Regions from separate parts of the Pan troglodytes genome. Here region 1 is linked to region 2. The links are chromatin contacts, called in public Hi-C maps. All regions are on one chromosome and are shown on one strand. Each heading gives the region's core, a stretch centred on a gene start, on an enhancer-like site or on the middle of the called end of the contact. The rest is flanking DNA. Distances are from core to core; before and after follow the strand shown. Region 1 overlaps SNAP47 (synaptosome associated protein 47). Region 2 holds the start of ARF1 (ADP ribosylation factor 1).

The links. A called contact is a pair of places that touch in the nucleus more often than the background predicts.
Region 1: a Hi-C map of stem cell-derived neural progenitor cells shows a contact between it and region 2, with 2.7 times the contacts expected there. The contact joins the enhancer-like site here to the promoter of ARF1 in region 2. A contact is called at or near these places in 1 of 7 Hi-C or Micro-C datasets (stem cell-derived neural progenitor cells) and 1 of 1 datasets of contacts at active chromatin or transcription factors (stem cell-derived excitatory neurons).

The regions. Positions count from the first base shown.
Region 1 is chr1:21,595,483-21,602,162 of NHGRI_mPanTro3-v2.0_pri, forward strand. It overlaps SNAP47 (synaptosome associated protein 47), which reads right to left. Exons shown (of 5, transcript XM_016940162.4): 3 at 5,426-5,916. Among named protein-coding and RNA genes, the nearest start is that of JMJD4, 26 kb to the right of the region's middle. Within about 2 kb of position 2,294, at least 11 of the 24 cell types and tissues checked have an H3K27ac peak or open chromatin away from gene starts, as enhancers often do. A contact at or near this core is called in stem cell-derived neural progenitor cells, where this site is marked.
Region 2 is chr1:21,272,785-21,279,953 of NHGRI_mPanTro3-v2.0_pri, forward strand. It overlaps ARF1 (ADP ribosylation factor 1), which reads right to left and starts at 3,680. Exons shown (of 5, transcript NM_001280307.1): 1 at 3,586-3,680.

The DNA.
Region 1 (6,680 bases), core at 1,044-3,543, 320 kb after region 2:
TGTTTTGAGACGGAGTCTTGCTCTGTTGCCCAGGCTGGAGTGCAGTGGTGTGATCGCGGCTCACCACAACCTCCGCCTCCCAGGTTCAAGGGATTCTCCTGCCTCAGCCTCCCGAGCAGCTGGGAGTACAGGTGCACACCACCACACCCGGCTAATTTTTTTTATTTTTAGTAACATGGGGCTTCACCATATCGGTCAGGCTGGTCTTGAACTCCTGACCTCGTGATTCGCCCGCCTCTGCCTCCCCAACTGCTGGGATTACAGGTGTGAGCCACCGCGCCTGGCTTAATTTTTGTATTTTTTATAGAGACGGGGGTCTTAATATGTTACCCAGGCTGGTCTCGTCCTCCTGCACCCAAGTGATCCTCCCACATTGGCTTCCCAAAGTGCTGGGCTGCAGGCATGAACCACCGTGCCCAGCCGACACAGGCTCTTAAGGGCAGAGCCCCTGGGCCTCCCTACCTAGGACATGGCTTTCATTTCAGCACCTGAGGCTGCGTGACAGAGACACTCAGGCCGTTCTGGAATTTTAACAAATAGGACTTTGCTTAAACACTCAGAAGGCTGGACAGAATGCTTATGCCTCAAGCCATGGATGTTTCTGCTGGGCCCGGTGGCTGGGGTCCTGGTGAGGCTGCATGCCGCCATCTCCAGAGCCACAGTGCTCGTGGAGCTGCTGAGTCACTCTTTTTAACATTTCTTCCAGGAAAGCTTAATTTGGTTCTGTAAGGATGGTTTCTGCCTTGGGGTCATGAGTGACTGCAATTAAACAAAAGCATCACAGGTGGTTCACAGCAAGAAGGGTGGGGTGACTCGACTGTCCGGGAGTAGGAAGTGTTCCAGACACCTATGCACAGCCTTGCTGGCCTGGGGGTGCAGGAAGCCAGCCCAGGAAGAGCCCAGGGCACACTGCTGGCTGCAGAATGTCTTGGTCATCTGGAAAGAGAGTGCCCTGAGGCCACAGGCCCCTGTGCAAGACACAGCTCTGTCTTCACTGCCAGTGCTGAGGAGGGGCTGCCTGCACCTGCCTGGGAGCGGGGACCTGGGCCACCAGCCTGTCTGTCTCCAGCAAGCCCCTTCCCTCAGCCCTGGCCTCCAACACTCACCTGTCACCCAGGAAAGGCCTCTGCTGGGACTAGTGGGCCTGTGAAGCTAGCGCACAGGTAAGGGCAGCGTAGGGAGCTGAATGGAGGAGACAGCAGCTTGTGTGCTCCATCTCCCACTCAACCAATACGCACGCGCAGGTGGGGGCTGAGCGGCTTCCTCTGATAGGCTCCAGGCCAGCTGATGCAGTACCCCCAGGCTCCCCAGTCAGCCCAACCCGAGCCCGCGGTGCCACAGCAGGCTCCTGGGTGCTTCAGCTCCAGTGGGAACTTCCCTGCCTCAAAAGACGCCTGGCACTAAGAACTGCAGAGACAACCTCAGCCACCCCAATGCTCTGGTCCTTTACTAACTGCCCACTCCATACGCCTGCCTCCTGCCCTGTCCTGCTGCTGGTGCTGCTGTGCAGACAGACACACGGCCCAGGGAAGCAGAGGTACAGGCAAGGCTGTCATCAGGGAGCTGGAAGCCCAGGCAGGCCTTACCCCCAAGACAGGCAGTGAGTGACAAAGAAAAATCTCAGTGATCAAACAGCCTTCAAATACGCTGTGCACAGCAGGGTAGAGGCTCACGCCTGAAATCCCAGCACTCTGGGAGGCTGAGGTGAGAGGATCACTTGAGCCCAGGAGTTCAAGACCAGCCTAGGCAACACGGCAAGACCCCATAATTAAAAAAAAAAAGAATTAGCTGGGCATGGTGATATGTGCCTCTAGTCCCAGCTACTTGAGAGGCCAAGGCAGGAGGATGTCTTGGGCCCAGGAGATTGAAGTTACAGTGAGCTATGATTGCACCACTGCACTCCAGCCTGGATGACAGGGCAAGGCCCTGTCTCTAAAAGAAAAAAATAAATAAAAAGAAAAAGAAAATACTGTGCATGTCCCTTGGTAGGATGTGTGGGAAGGAAACCTCACCCTGTGGCCTTCCTCCCAAACCACAGCCCAGGCTGACTGCAAGAAAATCTGAGACGGAGGCTGCTGTGCAAGCCCTGGCCCGGCCTCCAGAAGGCTGTCAGAACCCACAGGGCCCAGAGACATGTGAGGAGGGTGATTGTGCGGTCCTGGGTGCTCCTCAACGCAAGGACGAGTGTCTAGAATAAAATAAAACATGCACTTGGCACGCAGCCCTGCAGAGGTCTCTGGAAAGGCTCCCCGCCCCGGGTGTCCCTCCCTGACAAGCGCCCGTCCGGTGTCGCGAGGCTGCCACCCTGTGGCCACACGTGCACCAGCGCTCGTCCCAGAGGCAGGGATTTCTGAGACATCCGTCATGGTTTCCACCTCCAGGGAGCCCACAGTTTCCAGCTGAGAGCAGTAAACACAGGGAAGCTGGCACAGAGTCCCTGTGCCTACGCATGGACAACAGCAGCAGGCGGCAGGCAGAGGCAAGTCCTCAGAGCCACGAGTGCCCCACAGACTACTGAGCTCCCATCAAACGGGGCGCCGCCTTCTTGCTAAAACAGCACCAGGCAGGGCACCGCACGCTCCAACCCCTGCATGGAGCCTCTTCAAGAACACCCTCTGGAGGCACAGCTGCCCCCATGAGACCAGCACTTACCTGGACAGGCCAGGTTGCCCATGTGGGTGAAAGTGAGCACGGAAAGGTGGCACAACAGTCCCCCACAGGAGCAACAGTCCATCCCACACATGCAGCAGGTCCCTGTGGGACTGTGTGCTGCGTGTGCCACATGGCAAGATGGCTGCCCCAGGTACTCAAAACACCACGGGCCGGGTGCAGCTGTGCAAGTGAAAAGACGGTGCTCGCTGTGGCTACAACCCACACTCAGGTGACCTGAACTAAGGGGGCCCTCCTAGCCGAGCAGGGAGGGTGACGCCATCAGTCCTGAATCCTGAATGCACGTTGAGGCCCCCAGAAAAGGTCATGATAGCCCTCTGACCTCAAACAGCACAGATTGCACGAACCCACTTACAAACACCAGCCTGCGGAACACAGGAGTGCTCGCCACCACGGTGCAGCCAGGTTGGCAACATGGCAGGGCCACTAAACACACTGAGTGCTTCTCTACTGGGACCCTGGAGAGCAGTCCTGAACTCCACAGAATGTCACAAACTTCCTGCCTGACGCCACACATACCCGGGGACCCCTCTTCAGTCCCCACACCATCAGTCCACAGCACGTCACATACCTCCTCCCTGAAGCCACGTGCGGGAGTACGCCTGTACCATTTACCTTGAATGTGGGTGAAGACCTCTGCTTCCTATGCTTCTGTAGCCTGTCTCCCACTAGGACACTCGGGTTCAGGCCTGCACTTTAGTGACAGCAGCTCATGGTGACCTTTGATCTCATCTTGATCAATGGATTTCATTACATTTCACACCACATGCTCCATTCCATAGGGGTCAATGCCTCTCTTTGCAACCCCTGACTTTAAGACATATACAGAAAGGTGGTAGGTTTTCTGTGATTCAACTACGTGCTGCGTATCTAAGGTGTGCACCTTTCATTTTTAGGGTGTGTATTCAGCCCTGGGGCTCATGGGACTCAATCTATTATTATGTGTATTTCTTTCCGAAACTTGAAGCCATCTGGAATAGCAAGCAAAACATTTTCATGTTAGAGAAACAGGTTATAGGAACTGAAATCTTTCTCTTAAGAGAAAAATTAGAGAAACCGAAAGGGTAGCAAATATCTCTTACTTTTAACAGACACCTGGCAATTAAAATCCTGAAGAATACAGCTTTACATGCTGTACGTATAGACACGCATTATAGTGTGGATGTACATGTCACATACATGCACAATACATAGGCATTGATACACATGTGTACATATGTATACATGCATGCGTATTAGCTATAATGCTAATATTAGAAAATGGAGTCTTTTATGACATTCAGATTTCTTAATCAGAGCTCGAAGACAAACTGCAGGGGAAAATCGGTGGATTTTACCATGGCAAGATAAAAGATTTCTGTAAGGGAGGAAGAGACTCTAGAGGAAGTAGCTATAGCCTCTAAAGCCAGCCAAGGCTGATGGACTAGGATAGTAGGAAAGTCGTGCACATCTGTGGGGGAAGAAAGCACATGAGGAAAGAAGAAAACACAACAGGCCATCCATAGAGCAAAACCTGCAGGGCCAAAACAAATACAACGCATCAGAGGCCCCACCTCCTAACCAAGGAAAGGGTAAAGGCAAGAATAACACCAAGAGGCCACCAGCCTCCCATCAGACGGGCAGGAGCATGGCGGCTCCTAGCACATAAGCCTCGGTCCTGTGCTAGGGAGGAGGTAGGCCAAACGTGGTGGACGTGCCAAGACCCAGGGTGTCTGCCCCTCAGCCCGGCCCCCAGGACAGGCCAGCTGAGCATTCACAATCTACAATGGAGTCTGCGGGAAGGTACCATGGCCACTCCACACACATCTGAGAATGCCACAAACACACGGAACCACGCTGCACAGTTCTCCAACACACAGATCCCTAATAGCATGTTTGGGCGCCAGGCTAAGAAAACCTAGATTAAATGCCCAGGGAAACAAGAGTGGGCAAAGTAGGGGTGATGGGAATGGCCCCACCAGGGGAAGTGGAGATGGTACCAGTAACAATCCTGAGCTGCTGGTTCCCACATCAAAATGAGGGGAGATGACAGAGACAACAGCAGGAGCTTCCTTTTGCTCTGATGCACTCATTCTGAAAGCCCTTTCTGTGTCGTAGCAGGTTCTGCATCACCATAACTGAGCACCTGAGACTGGGTAATTTACGAAGAACAGACCTTTAGTCAACTGACAGTTCTGTGGGCTGGGAAGTCCAAGGGCATGCCCTGGCTTCCACCAAGGGCTCTCGTGTTGTGGCAGAGACACTCAAGGGGGAAGCGGACACAGGCAAAGAGACAGAATCAGAGGGGCATCCTGCCTCCTAACAACCCACTCTTGGGAACTAATGCATTCCCAGAATTCATCCAGGCTTCCCAGAGGGAGCACTCACTCACTACCATGAGAACATCACTGAGCCACCCAGAGGGCAGAGTCCTTGTGACCAAACACCTCCCAGCCCTGCCACACTGGGGACCAAATTTCCACATGAGCTTTGGTGAGGATAAACTGTATCCAAAGCATGGTACCAACTGCTCTGGAATTCACGCACCTATCAAGTGTACAGTTAACTCTCAGTGATTTCAGATTCACAGATGTCAAGTACAAGGAAAATGGTCTGGAATTGTTTTTATGTATAAACAAACGAGCTGTCTCTAGCAAGCTGGAGGCCAGCAGCTGCTCTAGGTGACGCATCTGTTAGGCATTTCCCACAGGCGTGCTGAGTCTGCCTGTAATTTTAGAAGTCTGTGCACGCGCTCACTGCCTTGTCGGTCACTAACCTGCATGCCAGACTGAGCAGCTCTTCTCTGCGGGGGAAGAGGTTCTTGCGCTTCTGAGCACAAATGCATCTTCTAACAGCTCCATCTTCTTGCTGAACTGCACTTCTAAAATGGGGATAACCTCTGGCATCTTGGCAGATATCAAACGATAGGCCATGTCTGGCTTTCCAATAAACCGCTGGCGGATGCTAATTTCGTAAGGTGAGTGGACCTTGATGTCATCCACGTCTTCTCTTTCAAACCTGTGCATGAGCAAAGAACTGGAGTCATGTATTTCCAACCCAGACACAAGGACGGTGAGCCTCCCTGGTTTAACGTGAGACTCTGTTCTGTGGGAAATAACAGCAGGAATTTTTATGAGTATCCCTTCTTTCCCAAAGGGTTCACAACTGGTCATGGAGACATCTTCCCTGGGCTTTGTTTCCTGTGGTGTCTTCCAAAGCTTGGAGCTAAAGGGCCACCAAGCAGGAGATTCCAGTTCTGTCAGCAATCTGAAAAAGCAAACAAAACATGGAAAACTGGATCAGTTCATTTTTAAGGAGTAATACCTTTTTTTTTGGAAAACGGTTTTAACCTTTGTAAAGAATGTTGCCATTTTACTCTACTTCATTTCCACAAGCACTCCATGAAGCAGGAGGCACAGGGACTTTTATCTCCAGTGTGAGAAGAGAAAGCTGGGGGCCAGGGCAGTGAGGACATTCATCTAGATGCAAAGCCAACCAGCAAAAAGACAGCAAAAATGCACACCTTCTGCCTAGAATATCACTCTGCCCACACCCTGCTGCCTTGATCTGGGTCATCTTGATTCAAAATGAAACCTGTACTTACTGTCTAGGGAGCTATCTAACAGACCTTTCTGCAGTGATGGAATGTTCTACGTCTGCGCTGTCCATACTGTAGCAGGCACACGTGACAACTGAAGCTCTGCCTAGCAGGCCCCTTCCCCCAGCCTCAGCCAGACTCAGCATTAGAGTGCTTCCCCACCACCTACACTCTCAACACCCACTCTTGTCCGCATGCTCCAGATTCCTGTTGGTGCCGACTGCACCTCCTCCTCAGAGTACATTCTGCACCCTGTCTTTCAGCCTCTGCTGGGATTGGAGTCTAGTTGAGCATCTACAGGTGTGGGGACAGAAGCTGAGGAGAACCCGGCATGTCTTGCAGGATGAATCTCCCTAGACTGGGAGGAAGGGCTACCTCTACTGGCCAGGAAGTTTCTGTGGCCTTCAGGGACTCAGCGTCCCCAGCTTCTGCA
Region 2 (7,169 bases), core at 2,430-4,929:
CCATTCTCCTGCCCCAGCCTCCCAGGTAGCTGGGACTACAGGCGCACATCACCACGCCTGGCCTATTTTTTTGTATTTTTAGTAGAGACGGGGTATCACCATGTTCGCCAGGATGGTCTCAATCTCCTGACCTCATGATCCACCCGCCTCAGCCTCCCAAAGTGCTGGGATTACAGGCGTGAGGCACTACGCCCAGCCTCATGCTGTTTCAAAATTGTACTTAAGTGTGGTTCAGTCTGAACATTCCTTTGTACAAATGTGGAAACATGGGGCTGTAGATGCTGTTAACTACTGAAGGCAAAAGTGTGACTTCATGGTATAGGTGTGATTGATTAAATTATTGGCTATTGGTGACCAGCTCAATCTTCAGTCCCTCTCCACTCTGGGAAAATTGGAGGGTGGGGCTGAAACCCTCTAATCCTGCCTTGGCCCTGTGACTAGCCCTACCCTGAAGTTTCATAGGGGCTGCCCATCACTGGTCAACTCATTAGGGTACAAAAAGACATCATCACTTTGGAGATTCCAAGTATTTTAGCCAGGAAATGGGAGGCAGGCCAGATATGTATTTTGCAATCCACAACTATAGACTTCTAACTTCCTGAAATGTTCATGGACTGAATCAACTCTCCTGTCCACTTCATGCTGTACACTAGCAGTGAGCCCTGGGCCTCAAGGGTGTGGGAGAATGTCTGCCTTCTAAACAGAATCATTTTCAATTGCTGTGCCTGTGAAAATCTGCCTGCCTTTTATGCTTTCCCTGTCTCTTCTCTTGTTGTCATTTAGGCTTCTCCTGTTATCAGGGCCTGTAAGAAGCACCACCCTTCCCAGTCTGTTGGCTGACAACCGGCTGCAAGCCCTTGTTACCACTGTGTGAGAACCAGGAAACCAGGATTAGTCAAGGACATTATGGCTAATCAGCCAGCCTCACTGTCTCCCCATCCCTGTAGGTGGCTGAGTGACAGGACCCTGGGGGAGGACCTGAGAGCCTCCTGGGAACAAAGAGCATCCAGGACATGTCTGTCAAGTCGCTAACAAGGTCATCTGACCCACCTGAGAATGTGAAACTACCTATCTGGACGGTGCGGCAGCTGCGCAGCTGTAAGGCAATAAGTGCAACTATGCCTTAGAGAGCTTGTAACAACCACAGGAGAATATGAACCTGAGGATGAAGGCAAGTCCTGAAATCCCAACATGAAGGGGCCAAATCTTTTCCAAAAGACCACTTCAGACGCTACGGGCAGAATGCCCCTACCAACCATCCGCGCCAATGAGGAGCAGGCACAACACAGAAAACACAATTTCTCATAATTTAAGATCCCCACTGCGAGGCCTTTTCGTGTTTCTCTCCCAATTACCTTTGACAGTGCACTCTATTTCCTTTCACCCTCTTGAATTTATGGAAGTGAAAGGTCAAGGGGAGAGAATGCCTATGAGAGACAGTATGGGCCCGCCAGCCCAGGCTGGCTGCAGCCTCTTGCTCAGGAGAATGGTCACAGCTCAGGAAGAAGTGTGTAGGAAAGCTTGGTGGAGCCTGGCCTGTGAGTAACAGCAGGTTTAAATACACCAAGGAGACATTTAATTTGAAGAATCTAAAAAGAACTGCTTCAATTCTCTGAAACCACGGTCATATACTACTCCACGTGTGAACTTGCACAAGTTTTTTTCTCTTAGGTCTACTTCCATGATCACCGCAGCAGCTGACAGTCCATATTAAATTCTACTGAAGTGAAAAATGAAAGGTCAAATGCATCTTCCTATAGTTTCAAGCCTGTCTGGTCCGTAGGGGCAGATGAGCAGTTGAAGATGTCTGAATGTCCTCTCCATATTGTGCAAGAGGTACAGCGCATAGCTAGACCACATGATGTACAAAACCAGAACTGTGAGGGGCACAGAACCAGTTTTTGCTTTTCACTCACAGTCATTGTGTGACTCAGCTGTTGTCCAAACCAACTGTTTCAAATCTTTTTCAACTAGCAAATCTGAAAATCTGCCTCACAGGCAACAGCATATTCCTACTGCTGCAGTGATTTGGATTTATTTTCAACAAGATACACCTGAAGACAAGTGACAGCTATTCTCCAGTCTACCAACATGTGAAAACATGGACAACACACTCTAACAATGTGTCCAATCAGATGTGTGACTAACATTTACACTACTCAATTCTTCTCAATTTTGGACCCAGCTAATAGTACGGCATTTCAGGACCTTATGGTTCTGGCTACCTAGGCAGTGCTGGTGAAAATTCAAATTAAATGAGGACACCATCCATGCGGTCACACGTGTTAGACAATGGCTAACGCAACAGCAGAGGGCCACAGGGGCCGCACACAACTGCACCGCGGCATCTCACACTCCTCCCAACACACTGCGGAAAACGCCAGAACCATCAGCCTTGCAACAGCCGGCAAAGAAAACTGCTGACCACTAGTTCTGAAACAAGAACTACAACTGCCCACTCCAACAGGGGCAGTGGCACCAACTCTACAGCTCTCAACTAGGCGGCGACTTCGGGGACCATCCAAAGCCTCCGACCTCCCTTCTTTTCCTGCCCGCGATTCCGAGTGCATTTCTGCTCAATTCCTGCAAAGCAGCAACTGGCTGCCTGGACTGAAAGGGAGTGCCAGGAGGTGCCGTCGGAATGGTTATTTAACACTCTAGGTGCGCACGGCTGTCCAGCCCCAATCTCACACGCCGTAACCACCCAGGCTGTGCTCCGAGAGAGCGCTGGGGCCGGCCTCTGCGGCCTAGAGTCTGCGAGCAGGTCGTTCCGCAGGCAGGTTAAAGATTCAGGTAGGTTAAAGATTCACCAGCTCAGAAGAGGCCTTCTTATCTACTGCCGACAACGTCAAGGAAACCACCCTGGAGTTAAAGCGAAGATCGACCGGCCCTCTGGAGGCCACCGGTGCCCTGAGTGCTGACCCCAAACTGCGTCTCACTGGTGTGAAGGGAGGCACTCTGGGCTCCCCCGGAGGTCCACGCATTCCGTTCAGCAGACAGGGAAGGGCACGGGGTTCCTGTCCACCTGCCCGCCCGCTCTCACCACCCCTGACCCGGTACCGTCCTCACAGCAAACACGAACTGGATGGAGTCGGGAGGCGAAGGTGCAAGCCCCCACCACCTACATGACCTTGACGGCGTCTCGGGGCCGCCCGAGCCTCAGTTTCCCGGTCCCCGAGGCGGGGGTCCGCCCGGATGCCGCTCGCTCGCCTGTACTCGGGTGGGGGAGGCCCCACGACCCCCACCGGCCCCCGCGGCCGCTAACCCCAACCGTCCACGCGCGGGCGGCCTCGGGAAACGAGAAAGGCAGAGGCGAGGGAAGCAGGAAGCCCAGGTTTCCTGGAGAAGAGCCCGGCGTCCAAGCGGACTTCCGGGCGACGGGCGGGGGCAGAGACAGGCAGAGGAGGACAAGCGGCCGCGAGCGACTTCGGGAACCTGTGAGGGGTGCGAGGAGCTCACCGACCCGCCCGTCCGCCCAGCCCCGACTCCGGCCGGGCCCCAGCCTCAGCCCGGCCCGTCTGCGTCCGCCCCCGGCCCGGCCCTGTCGCCGCCGCCGCCGCGGGGGTCGACGTGCCCTTCGCGAACCTCAAGTCGCCCCGAGGCCAGTCCCCAGCCCCCGCCGGCTCCAACGTCTCTGCGGCCCACACCGGCCCGCGCCCCTCGCCCTCACCTCAGAGGCTGCTGCTCCGAGCCAGGCGTTGGTTTTGCTCCCACAAGATGGCGGCTCTGACGGCGGCCACGTCAGCGCCTGCGGGCGCGGGGCACGCCGGGTAAGGGGCGGAGACGCCGGGAACTCCGCCCACCGTGCGCCCGCGACGCAGGCGCGCTGGCTCCGGTAGGGCTGCAGGGGGCGGGGCCGGGGACACCCCGCCCCGGGCCGCGGTCTTAGCTCGCCCGCACCCTAGGGGCGCGCACCCGTCTGCGCCTGCGCCTGTGAGTCTTCCGCGAAGACACCCTGTGGCTCACTCCCGCCCGTTTGGCGTATTTGGAGACTGAGGCCCGGGGGGCTCCTGCAGCAACTGGAGCTGCGGGGCTGGTTGCCACCTTCCTCCTCCCACACCCGGCAGTCACCGGGAGGCCTCGGGGACTGCGTGAGGACGGGGGTGCGAGGCGCCCCTCGCCGGGGTTGGGGTCCCTGGCTTCCAGGCTGCGCGGGTCCGCGTGCCCCGGCCCTGTGGAAACCTGTGGCACTCGCGGGGCCACGGCGGAAGGTCCGAAGGCGGGAGGCTTGCTGTGTCCCCGCACTGGCCTCGGCGCCCCGGCGGCCGCAGTGACGCGCGGGCTCATACCTGGGCCCGGAGCAGACGCTGGGGAGCTGGCCGCAGATGAAGCAAAGGAGGAGGTGGCCTGGGGACCCCGGGGGGAGGCCGGGGCCGTGGGGGTGGGGCCCAGGGTTGGGGACGGCCGCCCAGAAGGGAGGTCACAGTGGTCTCTAATGAACTGGCCTTTAAGCTGAGATCCAGTTGAGGCGGAGGAGATCCCGCTCTCAGGCACCTGAACAGAGGACCGTTGCCATCCCTCTCTGTTCCGTGTGCTGGAGGCCTGGCTCTGCCCACCACCCTCAGGTCTTCTTGCCTCTTCCCTTGTGCTGCTGTGAGGGGTTGGGCTTGTGGGAAAGTGTCCCTGCAGCACAGTGCCCTGGGTATTGTGGAGGTCGGGAATCAACCTGATTTGTGCAGGCCGAGGCCCGGGGGCAGGGCCTGAGGGGTGGGATCACTGGGCCTGGCCCAGGCCTCCTGCGCCCCTTTGCTGCCCCCATCACCTACGTTGCTTGTCCCTTGAGCAGGGCGTCCTCACTGCCTCTGGAGGCTGCGATGGCCAGAGCTCTCCCCCAGGGCTGCACCTGCGGGGGCTACGAAGGTCCCCAAAAGCGGTGACCCTCCTGCCCCCAAATTTAGTCCCTTTTTCTGCCTGGGGCTCCCTTCTGAAATCTCACCTCTGTGAAGCTGTGGCAGGGTTGTCTGTTTAGGGGAAGGACGTCTCCCACCCTACAGGCATCTCAGATGCTCTTGGAAAGCCCCAGGGAGGGTTGTGGATGCCTGTGGAACCTTCTGGTTGTGCTGCCTCTCCCTGCTCAGCCAGAGCGGGGCCATGTGCGGACATTTCACGGGGGTTACATGTGGTTATGGACTCTTTAGGGCTGAAGGGACCTGGCTTTGGTTCTCTGCTGGCAGAGCGTGGCCAGGGGTGGCTCCAGGGTCACTGAGCAGGGATTGTGTGGGAACCAGAGCCTGCCTCCTCTTCCTTTAAAATACTTTTTTTTAATTAATTTATTTTTTTTGAGATGGAGTCTTGCTCTGTCGCCCATACTGGAGTGCAGTGACACAATCTTGGCTCACTGCAATCTCTGCCTCCCGGGTTCAAGCAATTCTCCTGCCTCGGCCTCCCAAGTAGCTGGGATTACAGGCGCCTGCCCCTATGCCCAGCTAATTTTTGTATTTTTAGTGGAGACAGGGTTTCACCATGTTGGCCATGGCTGGTCTCGAACTCCTGACCTCAGGTGATCCACCCGCCTCGGCCTCCCAAGGTGCTGGGATTACAAGTGTGAGCCACCGTGCCTGGCCCCTTTAAAATATATTTTTTTTAATGTGAAAAAATGCAGACAGGAAAGTGTGTATGTCAGATACATGCACAGTTTAAAAAGTAATAAAATGGATTCCTGTATAGCCAGCCCTAGGGTTAAGAAATGTACCTTCCCCAGCCTGGGCAACATAATCTCTACAAAAATTTTACAAAGATAGCCAGGTGTGGTGGCACACACCTGTAGTCCCAGCTACTTGGGAGGCTCAGGTGGGAGGATCGCTTGGGCCCAGAAGTTCAAGGTTACAGTGACCTAGTAGGACTGTGCCACTGCACTCCAGCCTGGGTGACAGAGTGAGACCCTGTCTGAAAATAATAATAATAAAAAGTCCCTTCCTGCTGATTCTGTGCTCCTGGTTTGGGCTCCCCACCACCACCGGGGCAAAGGTGATGTCTTCAGGCCAAACAGGCACGGGGAGCCCAGGTAGTCACACCCAGATTTCTGCCCCTGGAAGGAGACCCACTAGGGAGTTAAGAAGTGTCAGGCAGTGAGTTCCTGGGGTAATTGAGGCCCAGATGCTCCCCCAACGCTGCCTAGGGAGTAGGGATTCCTTTCTCTCTCCTCTGAGGTCCCTGGGATCAGATGAGGTTTAGCCAAGAGGGGTGGGATGAGCTGACTGGAGGGAGGGGTTTGGGGGCCAGGCTGGGCAGGGACCCTCCAGCCTTCGTGGCTGCCTCCATTGTCAGTCTCAAAGACGCCAGCTCAGGTTGGGCTGGGCTTCTCTCCTCTGGGGGTGGCTGCACCCGAGAACCAGGTCAGAGACAGGGATGCCAAACAACAGAACGGGCTGGCCTCCTAGGGAAGGTGGCTGGAAGGACAGATGGGCTGTCTGGGGCAAAGGAGCAGGAATACCCATGTGGGAGACCTAGTAGGCAGCCATTGTGGCTAGGTGAAGGGGACCCCAGCCCACCTCAGGCCTGGCAGGCACTTTGGTCAACCTCTGAGTGCAGGGCTATGAAGTGTGCGGCATTTGAGCCAGGCCACAGATGTTCAGAGAGGTCTCACACGTACCTGATGTCACACAGCTAGGATGGAACCCCTCTGGAGCTTGACTACTCCATGCCCAAGTCTGCTTATTGCCAACACCTTTACTCTTTCCCCAGCCCTGCCCTCCCTCTTGGGGAACAAGCACTTTGGTGCCTCTGCAGACCGCAATGTTATCTTGGATTCCTCCAGTGATGGGGAGCTCACTACTACACCAGGCATCCCAGGACAGAGTTCACCTCTCTGGATTTCCTGCCCCACTCTGTCTCCAACATGGTTGCTCTGCCCGCTCTTTCTGTTGGGAGACTCTAGGTGGGCTAAAGCTGGAGAATCACACTGCAGGATGCCAGGGTGTTCTGCAGGGTGGTGCTGCCTCCACCAGAGTCAGTACTTCCTCCTCACACTCAGGGCTTAGTCCAAACACTCAACCTCTAAGACCTGTGGCAGGAAGAACTCATACCCTTAAAGACTTCTCTGGGGGGTGAGGTGGGGATAGGACCCTGCTGTCCCCTCTGCCTAGCCCTGTTTCCTTCTTCCCCAGACCCCTACCCAAAGCCTACCCTCTGGCTGGTCACACCACAGGACCTGGAGCACGCCACAGGAA